Linked DNA regions of Sus scrofa: regions 1 and 2 are each linked to region 3. A link is a contact called in public Hi-C and HiChIP or PLAC-seq data. All regions are on one chromosome and are shown on one strand. The core of a region is the stretch at or near the end of the contact, and the rest is flanking DNA. Distances in the headings are between cores, read along the strand shown.

What was found. A called contact is a pair of places that touch in the nucleus more often than the background predicts. HiChIP or PLAC-seq counts read pairs in DNA pulled down with a chosen protein or histone mark.
Region 1: an H3K27ac HiChIP or PLAC-seq map of skeletal muscle shows a contact between it and region 3. The contact joins the promoter of DMTF1 here to the promoter of TMEM243 in region 3. A contact is called at or near these places in 1 of 5 promoter capture datasets (fetal liver), 14 of 47 Hi-C or Micro-C datasets (alveolar macrophages, embryonic fibroblasts, fetal heart ventricle and 7 more) and 2 of 2 datasets of contacts at active chromatin or transcription factors (alveolar macrophages and skeletal muscle).
Region 2: a contact with region 3 is called in a Hi-C map of skeletal muscle, with 4 times the contacts expected there. The contact joins the promoter of CROT here to the promoter of TMEM243 in region 3. A contact is called at or near these places in 3 of 47 Hi-C or Micro-C datasets (heart right ventricle and skeletal muscle) and 2 of 2 datasets of contacts at active chromatin or transcription factors (alveolar macrophages and skeletal muscle).

What each region holds. Positions count from the first base shown.
Region 1 is chr9:93,460,536-93,464,981 of Sscrofa11.1, reverse strand. It overlaps DMTF1 (cyclin-D-binding Myb-like transcription factor 1), which reads left to right and starts at 1,853. Exons shown (of 17, transcript XM_021063471.1): 1 at 1,853-2,054. It overlaps LOC102166910 (a long non-coding RNA gene), which reads right to left and starts at 1,834. Exons shown (of 3, transcript XR_001304172.2): 1 at 1,718-1,834.
Region 2 is chr9:93,306,846-93,310,857 of Sscrofa11.1, reverse strand. It overlaps CROT (carnitine O-octanoyltransferase), which reads left to right and starts at 2,708. Exons shown (of 18, transcript NM_001243217.1): 1 at 2,708-3,116; 2 at 3,361-3,450.
Region 3 is chr9:93,392,005-93,396,200 of Sscrofa11.1, reverse strand. It overlaps TMEM243 (transmembrane protein 243), which reads right to left and starts at 2,506. Exons shown (of 5, transcript XM_005656707.3): 1 at 2,426-2,506; 2 at 1,518-1,799. The coding sequence starts at 1,595.

The DNA.
Region 1 (4,446 bases), core at 604-3,103, 69 kb before region 3:
TCTATAGGTCATATTAGTTTACTGTCCATGTCGTACAGTCTATGGGTTTCAATAAATGTATGCCTTGTATCATCTTTACAGCATTATGCAAAATTGTTTCTTGCTGTCTTTAAAAATCCTCTATGCTCCACCTATTTCTCTTCCTCTGGCCTCAGACTCTGGCAACTACTGTTTTTTAATTTTGTTTTGTTGTTGTTGTTGTTTTTGTTTTTTCTTACTCTCTCCATAGTTTTGCCCTTTCCAGAATGTCAGTTGAAATAATTCAGAATGTACCTTTTCTGATTAAGTCCTTTCTCTTAGTTGTATGCATTTAAGGGTCCTCCCTGTCTTTTCATGGCTCAATGACGGCTCACTTCTTTTTACCACTGAATATTACATTGTATGGATGTATCACAGTTTATCCATTTAGTAATAGATACACACCTTGGTTGCTTCTAAGTTTTAGCAATTATAATGAAGTTTCTATAAATATGTGTGCAGGTTTTTACATGGAAGTAAGGTTTCAACTATTTGGGGCGAATATCAAGGAGCAATTAATGGATCATATGGCAAGAATATGCTTGCTTCTAGAAGAAACCAGCAAACTGTCTTCCAAAGTGTCCATGCCATTGTGCAGTCCCTTTATCAACGAATGAGAGTTCCTATTGTTCCACAGCCTCATCTGCACTTGGTGCAGTGAGTGTTGTGAATTTTGGCTATTCTAAATGGTGTGCGATGTTATCTCATTTTACATTCCTTTTTGTGAAATGCAACATTTATCAGTGAGAAAATTACCCCGAAGAACAGGTAATATGTACTACTGGTGAAAACTATATACATTCGGCTTAAAATCTAAACAAATATTGTGCCGTTTGCTTGTCTTCCCCTTTCTTCGATGAATTAATGTCACTTCCACAAAGTCAGCTACATTTTGAATTCGAAAGAAATCAAGGTTGCATAACACAATTTTTTTAAAAAAGCCAAAACAGAGGAAATCACTAGGCATTATTAACATCCAAGATGTGCATATTCCCATGTTGCCTTCTTTTGACCTTTACGACTGATGCTGAATTCATTCCCATTGCGACAATGTATTGTGAGCCTACACACAGTTGTAGGATGCAAGAACATGTGTCAACTGTAATTTTTAAACTCCTGACATCCCAGTAGCGAAAGAGAAGCAGCGTAAAATAAACCACGTTTAAAAACAAGTAAACTGAGGTCAGAATCATAAAGAGTTGTAACAGGGTTCTGACCACTAAACCTTCCGAACTCTTTCAAAACAAAAATCTTTGCAGGGGTTCTCCGGAGGCTTAAAAACTCCCTAGGGGTGGGGCCGAGTATCGGTTTTGCCTGGAAAGCTCTCCAGGTAACTGAAGCGCAGCCAGAGCAAAAAAGCAGTGCTTTACAAGGCCTGCCGTGCGCTACAAAATAGCATCTTCCTAAGCTCAGAGAAGATACATTTCACCCAGAATTGCATCACATGACCAATAGGTAACACGTCTACGCGCCTACAGCAAGGCTGACCAAGTGAGAAAACCCAGACACACAATTCTTAGCTTCTATCTGCACTCAGACCCGGCTCGAAAGACGTTCCACACCGCGGCTCCCTCAGCCAAGAGCCCCAAGGTAATAAAGAAAATCAGCTGGCGGGACCCAACCGGCCCTGAGCTAGGACGACCACAGTTGCGCCCAAAAAGGCTCTCCTTCATAGTATTAGCAACGGCATGATCAGTACCGAGATTTCCTAAGAGAAGAGGAAAACAGCAGACCATAAACAAATCCCATTCAGACGGGGACTGAAGCTCCAATGACCAGGAATCTTTTTCGCGCTCCAACTTGGCCGGAAGTGACGTAAGCGTCAGGCGCGCAGAGCCGCCCCTAGAGAGAGGAGGCCGGGCGGGGGAGCGTGCGGGGGCTGGGGGAGTGGCGCGGCCGTAGCTCCGTTTCCGGTGGCTCGTAGCGCTCGCTCACTCCAGCTGCAGCCACTCTTGCCCGTGGCTGCTTCCTCCATCCTGGTATTTTTTGGAGCCTCCATCCTGGTTCTTCCAAAGTGCCCGGACCCAAAACAGGAAGTAAGTGCGATGGAACCTTCAGGTCCCAACCGCCGCTAGGGCCGCTCCGCCCAGTGGAGCCTGTCCGGCCCCCTTGCTTCCCGCCTGCTCCCGCCGGCCGGCGCCAGCTGCCGGCGTCGGGGCACCGCGGGCGGGGTCGGAGATGGGCCTTCGTGACGCTGAAGCTGCCGTCCCGCACGCTCAGGCCAGGGCCTCCCTCTCGGGGCCGGGCCTGCGGCGGTGGCGTGGGCTACAGAGCAGGGTAGCGAGCGGCCGCCGAGCCACAGCTAGCAATCGGCGGGGGCGGAAAATGGCGGCGGCTTCGGAGGAGCTAAATGGCGCCGGGACCCCTGGGGGTGGGGTGGGCCGAGAGCTTAGGCTAGAGACTCGGGCCTGGGATGGCGGAGATTAGGAAGCTCTCCTTGCTTTCTCGAAGGGTTCTTGTTTAATTTTAATATTTTCGTTAGCTTTTCGGTTTAATTATATCACCCAGTGAAGGAGAAGTGGGCTTGGATGGAATGGAGAGAGTTGGGGCGGGTCTCGCCCTACTCCACCCGGTTTTTTTCCCTTTTACCTTGTTTGCGTCTTCGACTCTACTCCCATTTTTTTGAGGTTCACTCTCGCTCACTTATTCGTGGCCCAGGCCGAGGGGATCGTTGTTGCCGGACAAACCTTCTCTGTCAGCCTGAGTCTCTTTTTGAAGGGAAAGACGGGCTGGAGTGCTGGGAGACAGACCTAACCCGGCAGAAACCAGGAAAATGCGATTGCAAACTAGGAATTGTATTTTGCCTAGTTCCAAAGAAAATTTTTTTTTGTTTTAATCTTCTTCATCCTTTAAAATAGAGTTTGAGAATCTTTTCAGGGAAACTACAACATAGATTTGAAAATAAAAGTGGCCAAGTGCCGTTCTCTGCAGTTGAATGATACAGCATGTGTTTTTGTAATAAAAACAGTTGGATGTAGATAAGGAGAGGTGATAAATCTCTGAAATATAGGTCAGGACTTTCTTTCCCTGATTGATCAATGTGTGGTTGCTTTTCTCGTAACTTGATTCATCTTCGTGTATCTTCTTTCCGACAGTAGGTGAGGCTTCTCTTTGGGCTATTTAACAAAATGCGTGTTCTGTAGGATTACTGTCTAATATTCAGTATGTTACGCTTAGAACAACACCATTTGGAACTATTTTATCTTTTACTGATTTTTGCCTTTATTTTGAATTCGTGAAAGACAACCGTTTATAGCTTTTAAGCTGTAGTTTAATTCTTCCTTTGTGTTGAAAGTTTTATCAACAGAAAAACTATTTTTCAGTGAAAGATTTTCAGTTTCTTTCGTTACTTCAGATTTTTTTCCTTTGAGCTGATTTTAAATTTATGTTTCAAATAACTTATTATTACTGCATTTATTATTCACTTATTTAGTAATTTACTACCCCTTAAATATTTAGACTATGGTAATAATACACCAAGAACAGCTTTTTGCTCTGATGGTGTAGTGGTAGTAAGATTATGTTTGTTAGGTTGAGATTTAGTAGTTAAGGTTTAGAATAAATTAAGGTTTACATTCCTTAGTGTTGCAGAAATTGTCAGGCTGTAGAGTAAAATCTGGTATGAGAATAAAGATTTTTCCCTTCATTCACAAGGGACAAATACTAGCTTGATCCTTCCTGGGAAAAAAAATTACCTGTTATTTAAGAAAATAAATATATTTCGTGTTTCATGATAATCTTTATATTTTAACTCCCATATACTAGTACTTTTATGTGCCACCAAACAAGCTAATTTTTTTTTTTTTTTTTTACTATTTTAGTTGATAGGCTCACCCCAAAATATGCTTTTTGGGACTGATCTAGAACCTGCATATTCTGCGTGAATCTTTATTTGATTGCATTTGAGCTAGATGGTGGAGCCAAAATGCTATTGCCCTGTCTTCATCAACAGTTAATCAGTAAGTACTGGGCATTGCGTACTTACATAGAACTTTAAGTCCATCCTTTGAGCAGTTAATATGAATAAATATATGCTATATAAACATTTTTCTCTAGGTATTCAGGTTTTAGAAGTATTTTGAGGGGAAGCAATCACAAAAGAGTGTTGGTTAGGATTTGAGCTTTGAAGGCAGAGCATGGCTGGGAAATGAAAGGTAGGTGCCCTCTTTTAGTCTTCTTCCTTTCCTTTTTAAAGCTCTCTTGTTTTCACAGGCTTCTTTTTTTTTTTTTTTTTTTGTTAGTTGGACACAATTTAATCTCATTTACCCCACAGTAGGGAGAGAGAAGTATATTTGTAAGATTAGGTAAATATTACCAGTTAACAGTGAAATAAAAAGAACAAAACTAGTCCTTACCTTTCTCTAATGTTCATCTTTCTACTCACTTTAACTCTCCAACATCTACAGACCCTAATTTTTATTAATGTTG
Region 2 (4,012 bases), core at 1,459-3,958, 86 kb after region 3:
AAATAAACCCGTTTTCGCTGGTGAAAGAACTTTTATTTTTAAGGTCAACATTACTTAATAATCAGAAATGGGATCCAAAGAAGACTTCCAGCAGCTCTGAGGTTGTGAGCAAACGCGTGCTGGTGTCCCAGGGCCCACTGAGCTCACTGCTTTCTCACTGATCCTGGAGTCGGAGGGTGTCTCTCTTGGATTTCAAGCTCTTTGCATTCTCAGCTCTCCAGGCTTTCTGTAGGATCTGTTTAAAGGCTTTGTCCCTCCAGAGAGTGCCCATTTGGCCTTTGGCCCAATTCCTTGGGAACGGGGCTGTTCCTGCTGGAACTCTATCAGCTGGTCAATGGAACTGTGCTTTTAGCCTGATTCCTTTTGGAACTGGGCTGTCCCTATTGTAACTGTGTTGTTGTTGAGGAATTTTTCTTTTTTCTCTACAGGAAAAAAAACCTCTCATGGCCTTTATGAGGAACTTTTAAACTCCTCAGACAAGCTGAATTAGACAGCTATGGCTCTAAAACTGTCCAAACTTAATGGGACATATATTTCGATTAATATTTTGAGGCTTCAAAGCATTATCAGGGACTCTAATATTGCTTCTCTGCAAAATACAATTTATAAATTGAGGCAAACAAACAACAAAAGAAAAAAAAATGTTGTCCTTGACATTTTAAAGCAGTCATTTGTAAGACCATGTAATGTAAATATTTCAGAGATCTGGGAGGGCGGGGACAAAGAAAGAAAAACAAGAAAACTTCTGACTCCTCTCCCTCCCCTCCCCCATTTTTCTGAAGGCAGCCACCTGTCCCTTTAAAGTTAACTCTGCCGAGGGTCCAAAAAAACCCCCAAATTTCTTGTGTTCCCTGGACAAAGGCCAAACTGAGAGCCCTAGTTAAAGAGTATCTGAGTAACTCAGAAGCCCCAAAGGTTTGCTGAAGAATTTAACATAGTTATTCAAATTTACCAACTTGGTTCCTCAGATTTATAACCAGTTATTGCACCTGCTTGTTAGTGACTGTCAAGTCAAATATTTGATGAAATTACTGAACAGGTTTAGAAAAACAAACTTTTGGAGTTCCCGTTGTGGCGCAGTGGTTAACGAATCCGACTAGGAACCATGAGGTTGCGGGTTCGGTCCCTACCCTTGCTCAGTGGGTTAACGATCCGGCGTTGCCGTGAGCTGTGGTGTAGGTTGCAGACGCGGCTCGGATCCCGCGTTGCTGTGGCTCTGGTGTAGGCCAGTGGCTACAGCTCCGATTGGACCCCTAGCCCGGGAACCTCCATATGCCATGGGAGCGGCCCAAGAAACAGCAAAAAGACAAAAAATAAAAATAAAATAAAAATAACATATCCACATGTGAATATTCAATTATGCACAGTCTCAGTTCCTTTCAGGTCAGATTTCATTATCAAGGAAGTTAGAAAAGACAGATAAAGGATTGCAACCTGTAATGACATATTCATTTGAAACTCAGTTATTTACCTTTAATATCCAATTCAGAGCCACTGTGAAATATTGGTCTTTTCTTCCACAAAAATGAAATGTGGAGTTCCCATTGTGGCTCAGCGGGTTAAGAACCCGACATAGTTTCCTTGAGGATGCCAGTTTGATCCCTGGCCTGGCTCAGTCTGTTAGGGATCCAGCGTTGCTGCTAGCTGCTGCATGGGTAGCAGATGAGGCTCAGATCTGGCAGTTGCTGGCCTGTAATGTAGGCCGGCAGCCGCAGCTCCCATTCCACCCCTAGCCTGGAAAGCTCCATATGCCACAGGTGAAGCCTTAAGAAAAAAAATGAAAGTGTATTTAAAATGAAGAATTAAAACTATATTTTATTTCAGGAAATACATGTAAGATAGATTTGCATGTGAAACTAAGTTAACTACATTTTGATCTCCCTAGTACTTTCCTAGTTCCCTCTGGTTAAAAACTCCTTTTCTTGGAGATACTCAAAGACATCAGATCAAATTCACGCTTGTGTGAGTCCCTGGGGGTGTCAAGGACCTTAGGCAGCACCTCTACACTGTGCAAACTTCAGCCTTAGTGGATACAGGAAAAGCGAGGTCAAGAAGTATTCTACGCAGATACTGTTCTCTTCCTAGGACCCGGGTGAACAGTAAGATTCCCTTATAAGGCGCTAGTATAAATTCTTGCTTGAGGATTACAAAAAGCGTCACACTGGGATGAGGTAAGAACGGCCGGCAAGCCAGAAGCTGGGGTAAAAAAGCAAGGGAAACAGAGCTCCAAGTTGCACAACTTGGGTGAAAACAGGCCATCAGTTCCTGCATCCATTCCAGAGGGTTAGGTACCTGAGGGAGCAAAGCGCTGCCGGCCTGCTTGTCCCGGACAAGGCGCTGTGCTCCTCCTACAGCAAGCAGTTCACTGCAGCCTAGATGGGTAAAGACCCTACGTCTCGGCCGTCTCCACCGCCGAGCCTTTCCCAAGCTTGCAGCGTAAAATCCAGGCCCCGGCGAAGATGCCCGGGGAAGGCGGGGCCCGGTCCCACCAGCGCGCAGGCCCGTCTCGCTCCACCCCCACCCTCGCCCCCTCCCTACTCCCACTCCCCGCCCCTCCACCCCTGGCTTCAAGTACAGGGCGGGACCCACACGGCTTTCCAGCCAATCCCCGATCTCCGGTGACCGTGGGGCGGGACCCTCTCGACTTTCCATCCAATTCTCGCTCCTGAGCAGGAGTGAGGGACCCGATCCGCGCAGCCATAGGCTGCAGACGAGGAGGCGAAGCTCGCGGGGCAGTGACTAGCCAGCCCGCGGAGTCAGCGTACCCTCCCTTCCCTGACCCTTCGGGGTGGGGAGTAGTTTGAACAGAGTTAGATAGCGTGGAGCGTAGTGTAGAGAAACGGAGGTGTTAGAACCCGGCGGGAGTGTCCTGCCACCTGGCATCTCGCTTGCCCAAGTCAGAGAGGAATCCTCGAACTTGGGCCACTAGGCTGGACCGTCGTGGTGCTTGGTTGGATTTCTCTCACTTGGTGGTTTCTTGAGTGTGTGGAGCTGCCCTTTCGTTGGTGGGAGGAGTCTCCGAGTTCTCGTCGCCTTCCACTCCTGTCTCTAGAGCCAAGCTTTGAACTTGTAGCCCTGCGACTGGGCGCCGGCACCAGATATCCGGGCACTGGGAGGTACCTTTTTCCGGGATCCTGTCTAATGGAAAGGAATGCCATTGTCTTAGTTGTTAACTTAGTTAATCATGTCATTTTTATACAGCTCTCTGGCAGACGGACTTTTTGCGTGTGTTTGCTGTGATTCCCAAAAGTTTGAGGCTTGGGGCCTCCCAGCCCCGACGTTGTCTTCCACCTTCTTTTACCAGTTTTTGTTAATTCCCCTTCCCCTGCAATTGTTAAGCTGTTTTCTTCCTCCCCACAGTTACCAGCCCAGTTCAAACCCCTGTAACCTCAAAACAGAATTGTTGCAACAAGCTCCTGGCAATCCTAAACAATTCATCTTGGTGTCCTGGTATGTGATAATCTATTTATTTTACTTGTTTTCCTGGTTCTCTTTTCCACTTCAGCCTGCATCTTACTGCTCCCAGGAAGCCCACTGTAATTAAATCCAGCATCATCATTTTCTTAATGCATTTATAGCTTTTTTGGAATTGTATTATTTCATCTTGGTGATTGAGAATTCAGAACAAATAATCCTCCATGAAAGAATCTGATAATTTGTATTTTTACTGTGTCACTTATGGTGAGTTAAGACTGGTGAGTATGGAATTGGTGGTAGCCTCAGTTTTCTGGAATCTAGTAACTGGCAGGGATGTATATGGAGAATAGCTTATCTTTTCTACATATGTTAGTTTCCTATTGCTGCTGTAACAATTTATCACAAACCTAACAGGTAAACACAAATTTATTAACTAGCAGCTCTATTGCTGTGAATTCTGCATAGGTTTAGCTGGGTACTCTGCTTAGGATCTCACAAAGCTGAAATCAGTTTGTTGGTCTGGGTTTTCTGGCAGCTCTGGGGGAGAATCCACCTCTAGTGTCATTTAAGTTGTTGGCAGAATTCACTTCCATGC
Region 3 (4,196 bases), core at 1,257-3,756:
TCTCTTCGGTACTCCAACATGCCCCCCTACGCCCCTGTTCTAGCACAGATCCAACTGCATCACACTTGCTTACATATTCCCCCAACTACCTGGACTCCCTGGACCCCCTGGGCCTATCACATAATGCTCAATATGTTTGCAGAAATAGGGCTATCTATCTACTGGACCAGAGCCAGGCTTCTCAAACCAGGTGCACTGGGGGCGGGGATTACGCAAAGCCACAGAATAAACAAGGAGCATCAAGCTTAAAACATTTTCTCAAAACAACACTTTGAAAACAAAAAAAAAATCCAGAGTTCCCGTTGTGGCACAGTGGTTAACGAATCTGACTAGGAACCATGAGGTTGCAGGTTCAATCCCTGGTCTTGCTCAGTGGGTTAAGAATCTGGCGTTGCCGTGAGCTGTAGTGTAGGTTGCAGACTCAGCTCGGATCTCCTGTTGCTGTGGTGTAGGCCGGTGGCTACAGCTCCGATTGGACCCCTAGCCTAGGAACCTCCATATGCTGCGGGAGCGGCCCTAGAAAAAGAAAAAAGACAAAAAAAAAAAAAAAAAAGAAAAGAAAAAAGAAAAAAAAATCCACATGTAATTTTAAAATAACAATAAAGTAGTAGTCTCCTGGCAGCTTCCAAATTCAGGGTTCCGCTCCAGGCTGTCTGGTGCACAAGTTCCCTATCCTTTCTCCTAAAGAGGTCCCTGCCAGAGCCCAGAAACCCAAGAAGTTCCGGACTCCATATGTGCCCTCCTTTTTGAGAGCCTGAAAGCACTTTGTCAGGGGTCAAAAATCACCAATGCCACTTTCTGAGTGGGGGGAAAACAAAAAACAAAAATACCTGAACAGGCTTATCTTGCCCCAATGACACAAAAAGTTAATGCCGGGGACAGGAAAGTAGCTCTCTTCAATTCCTGGCCCAGGACATCACATGATTAAGCTTGTAAGAAGACGTGATACTTTTTAAAAGCCTAAAATAACATACTATTAGCTTGTTTGGGTCTGAGACCCTTTGATCACTTCCTGTAATGGAGCCCCATCAAAGAAATCCCATTTCACGCCTGTCCTCTTCTCTGCCAGGCTGCCTCAGCAGTAAACCCTTAAGGCTTCTACATAAACACAATCAGAAGCACCTCTCCAGGGCTCTTACAGAGGCCTCAGGCGCAAATGTGAAGCCTCTCAGAAGAGCAGCACTCCACCTGCACGGCGGATGTGCAAACACCCAACTACCTGCCCGGGGGGCGGGCCGCTTCCGCACACCCAAGAAGCACACCCATCCCCCCACCGTGCCCCGCACAGACGAGAACTTTCTAAACTTTTCTCCACCCCAGCCCTCAAGGCTCTTGCGCAACCCTGTCCCAAAGGAGGCGAGGAACAGAGCAAGTACCTAGAGAGGGACTGAACTGATGTTGAAGAATCAGCAGCTCTTTTCTTGCTACAAGTGCCTTCAGGGGCCGCAGAACGTCCCAGAAAGGCTCCAGGCCGGAGGGCGGACAGACACAGACACAGGCACCCAGGCCGCACTCACCTTGGCCGACGTCTCTCCGAACAGAGGTCTGTTGTCCAGGCCACTGGTGCCGTAGGTCCTGGTAGAAAAGTCCTCCATTTTAGGGTTTATTCGCTGTCCCCAAGGCACTCAAAGCCGAACCAGCATTGCCTCCCGAAGTCCCGGGTCCACGAGTCGCAGTCACCGAGCGCTCATTGCCGAAGCCCAGGGGGCCGCAGTCCCGGCGGCGGCGGGGGTGGGCGCTCAGACCCACGGGATAAGGCAGCTCAGCCTGAGCCCCGCTCCGCTCTTCATCTTCAGCAGCTGCCGCAGGAAGTGAAAGGAAACAAACACCGCGTGGCCGACGGGCCAGCCTCCCCGCCCCGCCCGCTTCCCCAAATCTCAGCCCAGGGTCAGCCTGGCTCGTGCCGCAGCGGGCGGAGCGAATGGGCTTCCCCGGGCTACCCGCTTCTCTTTCTTCGCCACCCCTCCCAGTGGCACGGTAATTTCCCGTGCTTTCTAAATGTTCCCGTGAGCACGTACCTCTTCAGGCTCAGCGGGGGAAAAAAGTTTTTCTGGGAGAAACCCTTACAAGCCCTCCGCCCCGCCCCAACCCTCTCTCCCCAACTGCCGGAGAAGTGAAGCTGCGGGAGCAGAGCCCAGGGCTCTGCGTCCCCTCCCGCAGCGCTGCGCGTTCAGATCGCGGCAGCGCGGAGCGATTCGGATCCCCGCTCGAGGATTGCATGTACCCGCGGGCCGGCGCGCTCCCCTCGCGCTTTCGGAGCAGGAGGAGGGGATCCCACCTTGGCCCGGCTCAAATGGGCCACTCTCTCGGATCCGCCTTGCGCCGGCAGGCCAAACCTCGGCGTCCCTGCCGCCCGCACGCTGGGGAGTCCTGGCCGCGCGGGAAAGCACGGGTCCCTGTCCACGCCCGCGCGGAAACTCCGTACCGAGGCGTCGGCGGGAAAGTGACCGGCCCGGCCCGCGGAGAGCGGACGTGCGGCTCCCCTGGCCGGGACCCCAAGGCCACTGTCGCAAACCGACTTGGCCCGCCCAGGCCACGTCACGGCCCAGGCCACCAATCCCGCGTGCCAAGACGCCGCATTGGCCGCGGAGCTTTATTTCTAGTGGTGCCAGTTCATTCCCCGCCGGCCCGCTTATCTCCTCGGCTCCCAGTTTCTCAGCCTCTTAGTAATTAGCGCCTGCGCGACCCACGTGGGCAAAGCACATTTCGGAAGATAGCCTTGCACTGGGCTGAAAGCGTCTCAAAAACAACCGGCCTGCTTTAACCACCTCAGTCTTTTCACAACTAGGACGGAAAGGGGATCGCTGATAAATATGGTTTAGGGTTGTTTGTATGTTTGTTTTGTGAGAGGGAACCTGTGTCGTGGAGACAAACGGTCGAGGAGTAATGCTTCTTTCAGTAATGCTTGTCCACTCATCCTGCTGGTTATAATGCCAACTAAGCACAGGTGCAGACAGTCAGCCTCTTCTTCTACCTCCTAGGCAACATAGCGTCCCTCTGGATTTGGGGGCGTTTATAGTACTGGGAAACAAATGCAACTATGCTAGGTTGCTTGGACAATACAACTCCTACATTGAGAAGAGCTCTGACTTCGTTTGTGTGCAGGAAGAGACCATGTTGGAACAGTGGAGCCATGTAACACTTGGAATCCAAGCAAAGATTCTCGGTGGTTCCTCTAGAGTTTAGGACAACGGATTAGGACAAGGGATGGACGGAGAACCACAGAGCTATAGGTTTGAAATTTACAACACTGGATATAAATGGGTATGGTGTATATATCTAATCTAGCAGTTATGTATTTTATAAATGATCTTCTCTTTGGGACTTTTTGTTCTAAGAGGAATGCTGCACAATCTTGCACCATCTCTATTAGCAGTTTGGCCCAATAAATAATTTTATTCATTCACTGTGCAGCACATTTACTGCACATTTACAGATACTTTTTGAGCACAGGCTATGTATCAGGCAACCGCCAGAGTTTTAAAGTAATCCAGGAGTTCCCATTGTGGCTCAGTGGTTAACGAATCCGAGTAAGAACCATGAGGTTGTGGGTTCGATCCCTGGCCTTGCTCAGTGGGTTAAGGATTCAGCATTGCCGTGAGCTGTGGTGTAGGTCACAGATGCGGCTCAGATCCTGCGCTGCTCTGGCTCTGGTATAGGCCCGCAGCTACAGCTCCCATTAGACCCCTAGCCTATGCTGTGAGTTTGACCCTAGAAAAGACAAAAAAAAAAAAAGTAATCCAGAGAGGTGCCTGCCTGCTTGCATCTCTCACAAGTGTCCTATCTTTATAAATCTTTTTCTTGCCATAAATAAATAAATAAATAAATAAAGTGATCCAGAGACAGCCAAGGTCACATTGTTGAGTTTGGAGCAGCAGATGCAGACATGTGATTACAATACAGAGAAAGGAGAAGGTACAGTGGCATGACCAGCAGCACAAGCTCTGAGGTTGATCACATCTGCCCTCAAACCCTGATGCCCCCACCATCTACAAACTATGTGATCTTGGGAAAGTAATCTAACCTCTCTTGAGCGCCTTCCTGTGTAAAAAGTGAAGATGAGGAGTTCCCTGGTGGCCTAGTGTTTAAGGATCTGGAGTTGTCACTGCTATGGCTCAGGTCACTGCTGTGACTCAAGTTCAATCCCTGGCCCAGGAACTTCTGCATGCAGCTGGCGTGGCCAAAAAAAAGTGAAG